Regions from separate parts of the Mus musculus genome. Here region 2 is linked to region 1. The links are chromatin contacts, called in public HiChIP or PLAC-seq maps. All regions are on one chromosome and are shown on one strand. The core of a region is the stretch at or near the end of the contact, and the rest is flanking DNA. Distances in the headings are between cores, read along the strand shown.

Region 1 (4,996 bases), core at 2,436-4,935:
ATTAGACAACATTTCCTTAGCTGGCTGATGTTGTTTGCGTGGATTTTTACTTCTCTGAGACAGAGTCTCGATTGCCTCAAATTCTCTTTGTAGCTTAGACTGGCAGCAAACTCATGATCCTCCTGCCTCCACCTCCTCTAAGTACAGGATCTGCCCCTCCCTGGCCAGCACCCTGCAACTCCATCTTAGGAGATGGACCACTGTTGGGTGTGGTGTGGTGTGAGCCAAGACAGTGCGTGGCTACATACAAACAATATAACGAGGCTATTCCTTTCAAAGCCCTTTCTGCTTCTCAATTCTTTGACCCTTTCCTCTCTTCCAAGGACCTTGGACCGTGTGGTCCTTCACCGGTACTCAGCTATTATCATAACAGAAGTTGAGGTGGTCAGCTTCTATTTATTTATTTATTTATTTATTTAGGTTTTTCGAGACAGGGTTTCTCTGTATAGCCCTGGCTGTCCTGGAACTCACTCTGTAGACCAGGTTGGCCTCGAACTCAGAAATCTGCCTGCCTCTGCCTCCCTAGTGCTGGGATTAAAGCACCACTGCGGGTGGTGGTCAGCTTTTGAAGAGAGATTAGTTCTAGCTCACTCAAAGTTTCCTGTGCTCTGGTGTTTGGCTTTGCTTTGAGGCCTGTGGGGAGCACCGTGGCAGGGAGCTAAGCCCTAAGCTGCTCACTCCACAGCCAGAAAGGAACAACAACAACAAAGACTGAAGTAGGGTCCAGAGTCCACTCATCTTTTGAAGCTACCCCCAGAGGTGCTGTGCACCAAGCCTTTACCAGACTTACCTCTTGGGAGCCCTCAGGATCTGAGGTGCAGCACTCAGTCCTTCCCAGGCCCACTTCCGGCACCCTGGCATTACTAACAGCTACAGATTCGTTTTCACGTGCACCCTACTCAACTGTGCTGTGTTTAGGATATTCCCTATAGGACCCAGGTTCTAAAAAAAAAAAAAAAAAAAAAAAAACAACCCGGTCAAATGCACCAGTTTAGAAGCCTTACTATATGTTCAATTTTATGTTTGCAGATGCCTGCCTGCAGGTATCTGTGCACCGCACTCATGGCCACAAGATCTGGAGCTACAGGTGTTTGTGAGCCATCATGGGGGTGCTGCGAATCAGACCCACACAGGTCCTCTGAAGAGTGGCAAATACCCTCAACCACTGAGCCATCGCTCCAACTTTACGGTACTTCTAGATGCTCCTTCCTCCCTCGGCCTTCCAGCCTACCACGCCTGAGTCCATGCAAATCCACGTTGTTCCCTTCAGAAGGGGAAGCTCTTCCTCCAGGCCCGTTGCTGGGGTGCTGCCAATTCCGGGGGATACCTGGAGGAGGTAAAGGGTCCTACCTGGCAGTGGCAGGCACAGTTCCTGCTCATCTTCTATGGGAAATAGTGCACAGGAGCATTAACCCGCGGGGGCTGAGAAAAGGAGTCTGTGTTCAGGGGCACGAGTTGTGATAAACGATTAGCTGACCTTGCTCTGGGGACACTTTGTTCTTGATCTATCAATCCACCCACTTACTTCAACATGCCCTGAGTGTGTGAGCAGGGCTAGGACTGTCTCTAGGCAACCCCGAGCCCGAAAGTAAGAGTCTCTAAAGCCCTCCTCAGTGAAAACACGGTTGTTGTGATCGTGGCAGCCAGTCACAACCCACACACGTGGTTTTCCCGCACCCTCCACGGTGTGTGGTTCTGACCCACACTCCCTGGCCCAGCTTTGACGAGACTGAAGTCCCCTGCTGTGGTGCCTTACCCAAGTGTCCCTCTCTTCCTCCCTGCCCACCCTCCCCTCCTCTGTTGACTTTCCTCATCTAGAGCTGAGCTTCCCAAAATCTGATGGGGTCACCTCTTGGAATTTCTTTGAGGTTGCAGATTCTAATGGGCAGGTGTGTGTTAGGCCCGAGATCCACACGTTTCTGACAAACTTGCTGGTGACACACATGTGGTCAACTTTGGGGTAGCAAGACTCTAATGATGATGTATTTCTAGACTGAGTCTGCCCCCTTCTCTTATAGCAATACGCTACTAAGCTGAGGAGTTTCCGATCCTTGTGTGTGTTGTTCATGCACATGCTGGGAGGGGGTGTGGTTATCATTTGTCAGGTGCTATCTTTTTGTGGAGAGTGGGAGGGTAGCTAACAAGACCGAGGGATCCACCTGTTTCTGCCCGCTAATCTTTGGGACCAGAGCTTGATATACCACGCTGGGAGCTTTTACATTTATTCTGGGGCTAGAACTCAAGCTATCGACTGAACTATTCCCCAGCACCCAGTGTACTGTCCAGGTGCAGTTCTTTCAGCTGTTTTAGAACTGCTTCAACTGCTTATGGCCACCTATTTAGCTGCCTTCAACCCCAGTCCTATGAAAACCGGTAAGTAGCTGCATCCTCCTCTTCCAAGTGTTCACGCTCCCTCTTACAAGCAACCGGGTCTCAAGACCTCATTTCTCCCTTCCCAATCAGATGTTCAAATCCTGTAGAATGCACCTCCACATCACTTCTCAATCATTTAAAATTCTTCCTGCCTTCCTTTATCTTGTCTTGCCCCATCCTCTTGGCCCCGACCCCCGGATCAATCTTTCTGTGTAGCCACCGGCCTTGGACTCACTTTCTGATCAGCTTGCCAAGTGTTGGGGGCTCATAGCCGTGTGTCCTCACCGCCCCCCCCGCCCCCCCATAGCTCATCTGTTATTACCGTCTGCCTGGTCTACACAGGACTGCCAGTTTTCAATCTCTAACATCTGCAGGAGTTACAAAGCAAAAAAAGCCTTCATTTCTTCCTTCAAACTTCTAAATCCTAAAACATCAAATATTGCCTTAAACATCAATCCTTACTCTTGGAACTCAGCCATCCCTCACCACCGCCGCCCCCCTCCCTCATTTTTCAGTCGTCTCTGCCACTTGTCAACACCTCCAATCTCATTGTGGAACGCAGCGTCCAATGGCCTCCATCCAAGGCCCCGAGGTCTCCCCGCAAAACCCCACCTCTTCCCAGGCCAAATCCAAAAGCCTCCTCCCTCGCGCTGCCCCAAAGATGCTCGCAGTCCTCGGATCCCGAGTAACATTCTCTTTTTCCACCGGGCCCTAGGGTGATCTGGCGTCTTCTGCGATTCTTTGCTTCGCTCCCCACTGTGTCCCCCACGTCTACACCCGCGGCGGTGACTCGCGCGGGACATCGCCGGGCAGCCCGCACGGCTGGGCGGTAGCGGACGGGTTTGCCGGTAAGCCGCTTAACTTTGCAAAACTAAAGCGGCCCCGGAGGTGCTCCCGCGGGAACCCAAGGCCGTCCGGCTGTTTGCATCTCGTGCAGCACCGCCCTCCCTCGCCGACTGGAGGTCCGCCTCCGCCCCCGGGCCTCCCCACAGCCTGGCGATCCCGCCGCGCGCCGCCCGCGGCGGCCTAAGCCTCCTCCCGGAAGGCCTCCCACCTTCCCGGCTCCGCGACCCCGAGGACCGCGGAGCCGCCGCCTACGCGAGCCGTTTGGACCCTGCGCGGCCCCCGTAGCGCGGCTCCTCCAGCAGGTGGTTCTGGTCCTCCGCAGTCCGTCCCCCGCGGACCTCTCCTCGGCGTCAGCGTCCGCCGCGCTGCGACCCTCGGCAAAGAAGTCCCGCGCGCCGGCCGGCCACGGCGGGCGCCAGGCTTGCGGGTCCGCCCCGCCCCGCCCCGCCCCGCCCTCCGCGCGCCGCCGCCCTCCGCGGGCCCGTTACTGCGGACGCCCCGCGGCCCGCGCCCAACGCCCGGGGGTAGCGCGGGAGCGGCGGGGAGACGGGAGCGGCCGCACCGCGGCGAGGGAGGCCCGGTGAGTCTACGGAGCCTCGCAGCTCGTGGCTGAGGGGACGCGGCCGAGTGCGGCCTGAGGCGGGGAGCGGAGCGGAGCGGAGCCGAGCGGGGCTGAGCCGAGCGGGGCCGGGCGGCGGGAGGGCCGCGGAGGCTGCGGGGGAGTGCGGGCCGCAGGCCTGGTCCGCCGCGGCCGGCCGCGGGAGTGACAGCAGGTGCGGCCGCCCGTTCGGGGCTCCCCGGGGCGCCCACCCGACGCCGGTGTCGCTTGCAGGCTTGGACACCGCGTCTCGGCAGCGGCTGGGGCTCGCCCAGCCCGCCGCGCTCTTTCTCCGGGTACTTCGCGAACAAGTTTTGGAGCACCCGGAACTGCTCGTGCGTGAGATTTGGCTTCGGTTCCCGAAGGAGGAGAGAGGGGCTGCTCGCCGCTCGCCTTCCCTCCCTCCCTCCCAGCAGCCCGAGGTAGATGCGCAGGCTCTCGCACAAGCCCCTGCTGTCGGGGCTTCCAGCAGCTATGCGCGGCGGCGGCGGTGGCAGCGGTAGGGTGCCAGCCTCGGGGTGTCTGTAAACGCGGAGCAGTCGGGGCAAAAGTTTATCCCATTGTCTGCCCCGCTCCCTCCACTGGCGACATTTCTCAAGGGATGTCGGTGGAGAGTTCTAGCGAGAGGCAGAGGCGCTGGAAAAACACAAGCATTGTTCTTCAGCCTCGTCTGTTTATGTGAAGGCGCTTGCGCCCGCCTGTCACGGGAATGAAGTTAAGCTGTAGCTCCAGAAATACTGGAGAAACTGCCGAAAGATGGTAATGCTGTATTGAGAATCTTCCTAGAAAGCCTGGGGTTTCCCTACACTAGCTTATGCCACTAAAATCGGTTAGTCTAAGCCTCTTTAATGTGATTTTTCACTAAAGATCGAAATACACCTGTTTAATATTAACCCTAGGGGCTTCTAGCAATCACTCTAGAGCGAGAACCTACACGTGGATCAGAGGGACGTTGTGTGCAAGTGAAAATCACCTTTGCACTTCATGACTGAATTCCTTAGTACATGTCTGCAGTTTGCTTTTTGTTTTTGTTTCTAAGAGTTCACAACCCACAGAAGTTGAGAGCTTCGGATTAGAAAAGGAAGGCTGCACCTAACCAGTGTGTGTGTTGCGGGGGGGGGGGGGGTGGGGGGGGGTGGTGGAGCTCCGGGTATGCCTTTAAGTTTATGTCATTTTCGA
Region 2 (5,196 bases), core at 2,038-4,537, 33 kb before region 1:
GCACCAAGCATACACATGGACCACAGACATACACTCAGACAGAATACCTCTAGACATAAAACACAGAAAAAATTAAAAGGTAAATTATAAACTTAGTAATTTTCTAAAGGTAAGGGCCAGAGTTTATATCTCAAGAACCCACATAAAAGTGGGGTCCTGAGAAGGTGGGTTGCTGGCTAGCTGGTCTGGCCAAATCACTGAGTTCCAGATTTAATGAGGGGCCCTGTCTCAAAAACTATGTGAAAAGGCTATTGAGGAAGACACCTGATATTGACCCCTGGCCTTGAAACACATGCACACATGCGCATGTGCACACACACACACACACACACACACACACAGAGAGATTGATTGGGGGAGGGGGAAATTGTTCTTACTGTGCACTGCTCCTTTATCAAATGCCTAGCATCAGTGTTGCTGGGCTGAAGTAACACATTCAACCTTCTTTCAAATGTGACTTTTCATTAACTTTATATTGTGGTAAAATATATAGAACATAAAGTTGACCTTTTTTGTTTTGTTCTTTACTAGTGTCTTTATATAGCCTGGTCTGGCCATGAACGTGGGCCTCACTCAGTGTCTGGTGCTAGGATTATAGGGATGTACCTGTGGTCATGGTCACCTTAAACTTTACTTTGAAAACTTTTTTTTTTTGAGTTTACAATTCAGTGACATTAATACTACAATGTTGTATGACTGTCACAGCTATATATTTCCAAAACTCTATTTCCCAAAGAGAAAGTCTATAACCTTACACAGTAACTCCACCTCCTCTGTCAGCCACCATTAGTAACTTGCAGGAGATTTCAGGTATGCTGTACTATGTGATATCTGATAGTGAACTTTGAGCTGGAAAATGTCTTCTATATGTCACTACCACCCAAAATCAGGGGTTGCAAGATTCATGTAAAAGAGAAATTTATAGAATGAAGATTTTTTTTTAAATTATAAAGACTTGAGAAACATCATAAATATTTTTCTGCAGGACTTAGATCTTGCAAGCCAGTTAATTAAGTAGTTTTATGAACAGGTTTGTTTCCGTTTCAATTTTTTAAAAAAGGAATCGTAGAAGCAAAAGTAGCAGGAACTATTTCTTGACTTATCTGCATGTATTTTTCACTAATCGCATCTGAAAATGAAGCTGACTTGCTCAGACTTGAAGATGCACTTTCACGTAGAGCTGGTATCAGACCCAGGCTGAGTCCACACCCGGGTCAGAGAACAAAGGGCCAGTGCCTGTCAGTAAGCACCTGCTCCCGGGGCTCTGAGTGATGGCGGTGTGCTTGGAACACTGCTGCACTAGGAGCTATATTTGCCTGTGCTGTGTCACCCCGTTTCTCAGTTCAGCTGGTCACTGAGCACAGGGCTTGGGTGGCGCCTCTGGGGAACATGATTCCTGATGGCATACCCAGGCATCTTGCTTAAACTGTCCCTCAAAACATGGAAAATATCAGCAAAAGATTATCAAATCATAATTAATTACAAATGAATAATAGAAGAAGCAACCTAGCCCTTTACAGTACATCCCATGTCTCAAGAGAAAGAAGAAAATAAACTGGTGTGGAGGGAAGCATTTGCTTAAAATATGTTTATTGAAGAGCTAGAAAAAGAGAAAACATTAAAAAGCTGCTTTCTGATTTTAGACAGTCGTAATTTTTTTAAAAAAATATGTATGTGTGTGTGTGTGAGGGGTATGTGCAGGGGTGGACAGAGCAAGAAGGCGTCAGAGCCCCTGGAGGTAGATGTCAGCCACTTGGTGTGGGTGCTCAGAACTTGAATGGTTTTAAGCACTGAGCATCTTTCCAGCCTTGGGCAATATAATTTTAAGAACCAAGAACATACTGAGATAAGTAGGAAGCATAAATGAATGAAAACCGACATACGACCTGCCTACATGTGATCAAACACATCCAGAGCAGGTAGGTCAAACAAGGGGAGAGAAGCATGCGGCTTGTTATCCCACATAAATGGGCCCCAGCATTTTGGGAAGTACCTGTTCTTGGACAAGGGGACATCAGCCATGCTTTCCACAAAGCTGAGGGAGCCTTGAGCTTTGCTTCTGCCCATTGGAACACGACAGAAACAGTGAGAATTGGTTGGGTGTGTGCTCTCCAGAACTAACTGGTCAATTAAACATGAGAGCAACATGCCCTGGCTGCAAGAACAGATGAGCACTCTCATTACTGTACATACCTTACGGGACCTCTGCTACCCCAACTGGAAGCCCTAGAGCAAAGAACTGCGCTCCTCTCTGATAGCTCCCACATCCACTAGTGATGGCGGCTCACCTCCCCAGGATTTGGCTCATCGCTAACTGGGTTTTCGTATCCTGGAGCACTCAGAACACATCCTTCTTGGGCTGCAGCACTTCCGGCTTCACCATCTGTGAAATGGGAGAACACCAGCTACCTCACAAGAAGTTATTGAGACTAAAACGACCATAAAATGGGCTGGACCTAGCCCCCCACCCCATAAAAGCAAACCAACTCAAAGGCTAGAGAAGATAAAATGACAAGGCACAATGGAGAGACGGCCAGAATTCTAGACAGGACAAGAGAAAAGAATTAAAACAAAGAGACACTTGAGAAGATCAACTCAACAGTAAAGTGTTGCTTAATATGCATGAAGCCCTAGGCCTAGCCCTAGCAGAGAGAAGATGATGATGGGAAATTACCTAAAACAATACAAATCAGGTATTGTATTCAGAGTAATGAAGTAACAAATTCCAATTTGATTTCTAAGATACGATACAAAAATAGTAGTACTATTGTATTATAGTAAACAAATATACTAAGTACTTGAGACTTGGCACTACCCTGGGGTTGGGTTTTAGCTCAGTGGTAGAGCCTCTGACTAGCAAGGCCAAGGCCCTGGGTTTGGTCCTTAGCTCTGCAGGAAAAGAAAAGAGCTGGCACTATCCTAAGGATTGTAAATTACATTGATCAAACCTCAAATAAAATAAAATAAAATAAAATAAAATAAAATAAAATAAAAACCACCGTAATTCTCTGAAAATTTTAACAAAGTGCAGACTTTATCCCATTTGATTCTCTCTAGAAAAGAGGACATTAAACGATTTCATTTTTCTAGTGTTTGAGGACTATTCGTGCGACTTTGTATGATTCAGATAAGGACCATCCCAGGTTGAATACCTCTCTAAGATGACAGAAAAGAAAAATACATGTGTACAGTTAACTCAAGCCAAGCATGCCCAGAGGCCAGAAGAGAGTGTTGGCTCCCCTGGCGTTGGAGCTACAGATGGTTGAGCGCCACCTGATGTGGGTGCTGGGAACCAAACCTCGGCCTCTGTCCCACAGGAAGTGCGCTTAACTGCTGACTCATCGCTCTGCCCACTTGTAAGCTGTGACCTCTTGAATATTCCACCTAAAACACAGCAGAAAAAGGAAAAAAAAACACACATTAATAGTAAATATATTTGAGACTTAGAAAACAATCAGGAAAGTGAAAAGATAGCTTAAGGGGTGCAGGAGACTACTTGGAAACTTTATCTGATTAGAGATTGAGACTCTAGAGAGTTAAAGCTCTATAATAAAAGGATAGCCCGCCTGCTACTCTAGCACTCGGGAGGTTGAAACAGGAAGATTATATAGCACAAGTTTGTCTAAAAGAAAAACAAAATAAAAGGACCTAATTAAAGAGCAAAGGATTAGCCGGGCGTGGTGGCGCACACCTTTAATCCCAGCACTCCCGAGGCAGAAGCAGGCCATCTCTGAGTTGGAGGTCTACAGAACAAGTACCAGGACAGCCAGGGCTACACAGAGAGACCTTGTCTTAAAAACAAAAAGTCATAAAGGGCAAAGGATCTGAAAAGACTTTTCTCCAAAGAATATATAAAAGTGACCAGTGCCCACGTAAGAAGGCTCTCAGGGTAATCAAAGCAGAGTAAAACCTTACATGACCTCCTGCTCCTTGTGATCTCCCGCTGTAATTAGGAAGCCAGGTTAGAAGTGTTGCTGGGGGATGGGAACTGGTATTACCTTGGATGACTGTCTCGGAGTTCCTCCAGAGGGTAAATACTCAGATATGTTGTTAGCCAGCTATTCTTCAGGCATATATTCAAGAGAACTAAAAGTATATGCCCGTATAAAAACCTCAAGGTTTATAAAACAGCTAAGTAATAATAACACCACAAGTGTTCATCAGCTGATAAATCAATAGACTGTGACATATTGGGGATTGGTATTAGAAAGCAATGGGTCATTGCTATCTGCTACAATATGAGGAGGCTTGAAAATGCATGGTAGGTGAAATAAGCTGGTCACAGTAGGCATTGTGTGACACCATCCGGAATAGGCAGGTCCAGAGGAAGCAGAAGAGCCTAGGCTTGGGAAGTGGGGTGATGATGGGAAAAGAGGAACTTAATGGGTTTCCAGCGGGTGACAAAACTCTAAAATTGATTATGGCTGTATAATTCTGAATATACTAAAACCCTTCACCATACTTTAAATAGATGAATTATATCACACATGAAATGTATCTTATTCAGAATAACTGTAAAGTCAGAACATGACCCAGCAGAGGCTAAGTGAGACCCCAAAATTCCTGAGCTGGAAACCAAGCGGGGGAGTGGTGTTGAGGCTGGAGAGTTCCACAGCCGGTTAAGGACAGGCCTTTACATGAAGGACAGCTGTGCTGACCTGCAGGTCACTTAGAACCTCACAAGGCAAGCGAGCGGGAAGCAGGAGGGAGGTGCAGGATGGAAGGAGGGCGCCGTGGGCAGTTTTCTCACAGGATGCTTTGTTTCCATGAGAGGGCAGGGATTAGTCAGAATGCCCCAGGTAAGGAATGTGTGGAGGTCCACATGCAGGCTCTGAGGCCTCTGTTTCCTAAGCCTGGCTTGGACACAGACCACATGCTGTTAGCCGCTTTACCTATCAGCCGTTTTCCAGCCTAGTGCATGACTTTTTTTTTTTAATTAGGTATTTTCCTCATTTACATTTCCAATGCTATCCCAAAAGTCCCCCATACCCACCCCCTCAATCCCCTACCCACCCACTCCCCCTTTTTGGCCCTGGCGTTCCCCTGTACTGCGGCACATAAAGTTTGCAAGTCCAAAGGGCCTCTCTTTCCAGTGATGGCTGACTAGGCCATCTTTTGATACATATGCAGCTAGAGACAAGAGCTCCGGGGTACTGGTTAGTTCATATTATTGTTCCACATATAGGGTTGCAGTTC

Evidence for each region. HiChIP or PLAC-seq counts read pairs in DNA pulled down with a chosen protein or histone mark.
Region 2: an H3K27ac HiChIP or PLAC-seq map of embryonic stem cells shows a contact between it and region 1, with 6 read pairs. The contact joins the enhancer-like site here to the promoter of Gkap1 in region 1. A contact is called at or near these places in 1 of 39 promoter capture datasets (macrophages), 1 of 15 datasets of contacts at CTCF or cohesin (the G1E-ER4 cell line), 3 of 115 datasets of contacts at active chromatin or transcription factors (embryonic stem cells and stem cell-derived neural progenitor cells) and 2 of 9 other capture datasets (adipose tissue and pancreatic islet).

Annotation. Positions count from the first base shown.
Region 1 is chr13:58,272,877-58,277,872 of GRCm38.p6, reverse strand. It overlaps Gkap1 (G kinase anchoring protein 1), which reads left to right and starts at 3,685. Exons shown (of 12, transcript NM_019832.4): 1 at 3,685-3,799. Gm26555 (a long non-coding RNA gene) reads right to left here and starts at 3,022. Exons shown (of 8, transcript XR_873524.3): 1 at 1-3,022.
Region 2 is chr13:58,305,767-58,310,962 of GRCm38.p6, reverse strand. The region is part of intron 12 of Kif27 (kinesin family member 27); the gene reads left to right. Gm26555 (a long non-coding RNA gene) reads right to left here. Exons shown (of 8, transcript XR_873524.3): 6 at 3,299-3,384; 7 at 2,289-2,383. Among named protein-coding and RNA genes, the nearest start is that of Mir6369, 4.8 kb to the left of the region's middle. Within about 2 kb of position 3,287, at least 5 of the 459 cell types and tissues checked have an H3K27ac peak or open chromatin away from gene starts, as enhancers often do. A contact at or near this core is called in embryonic stem cells, where this site is marked.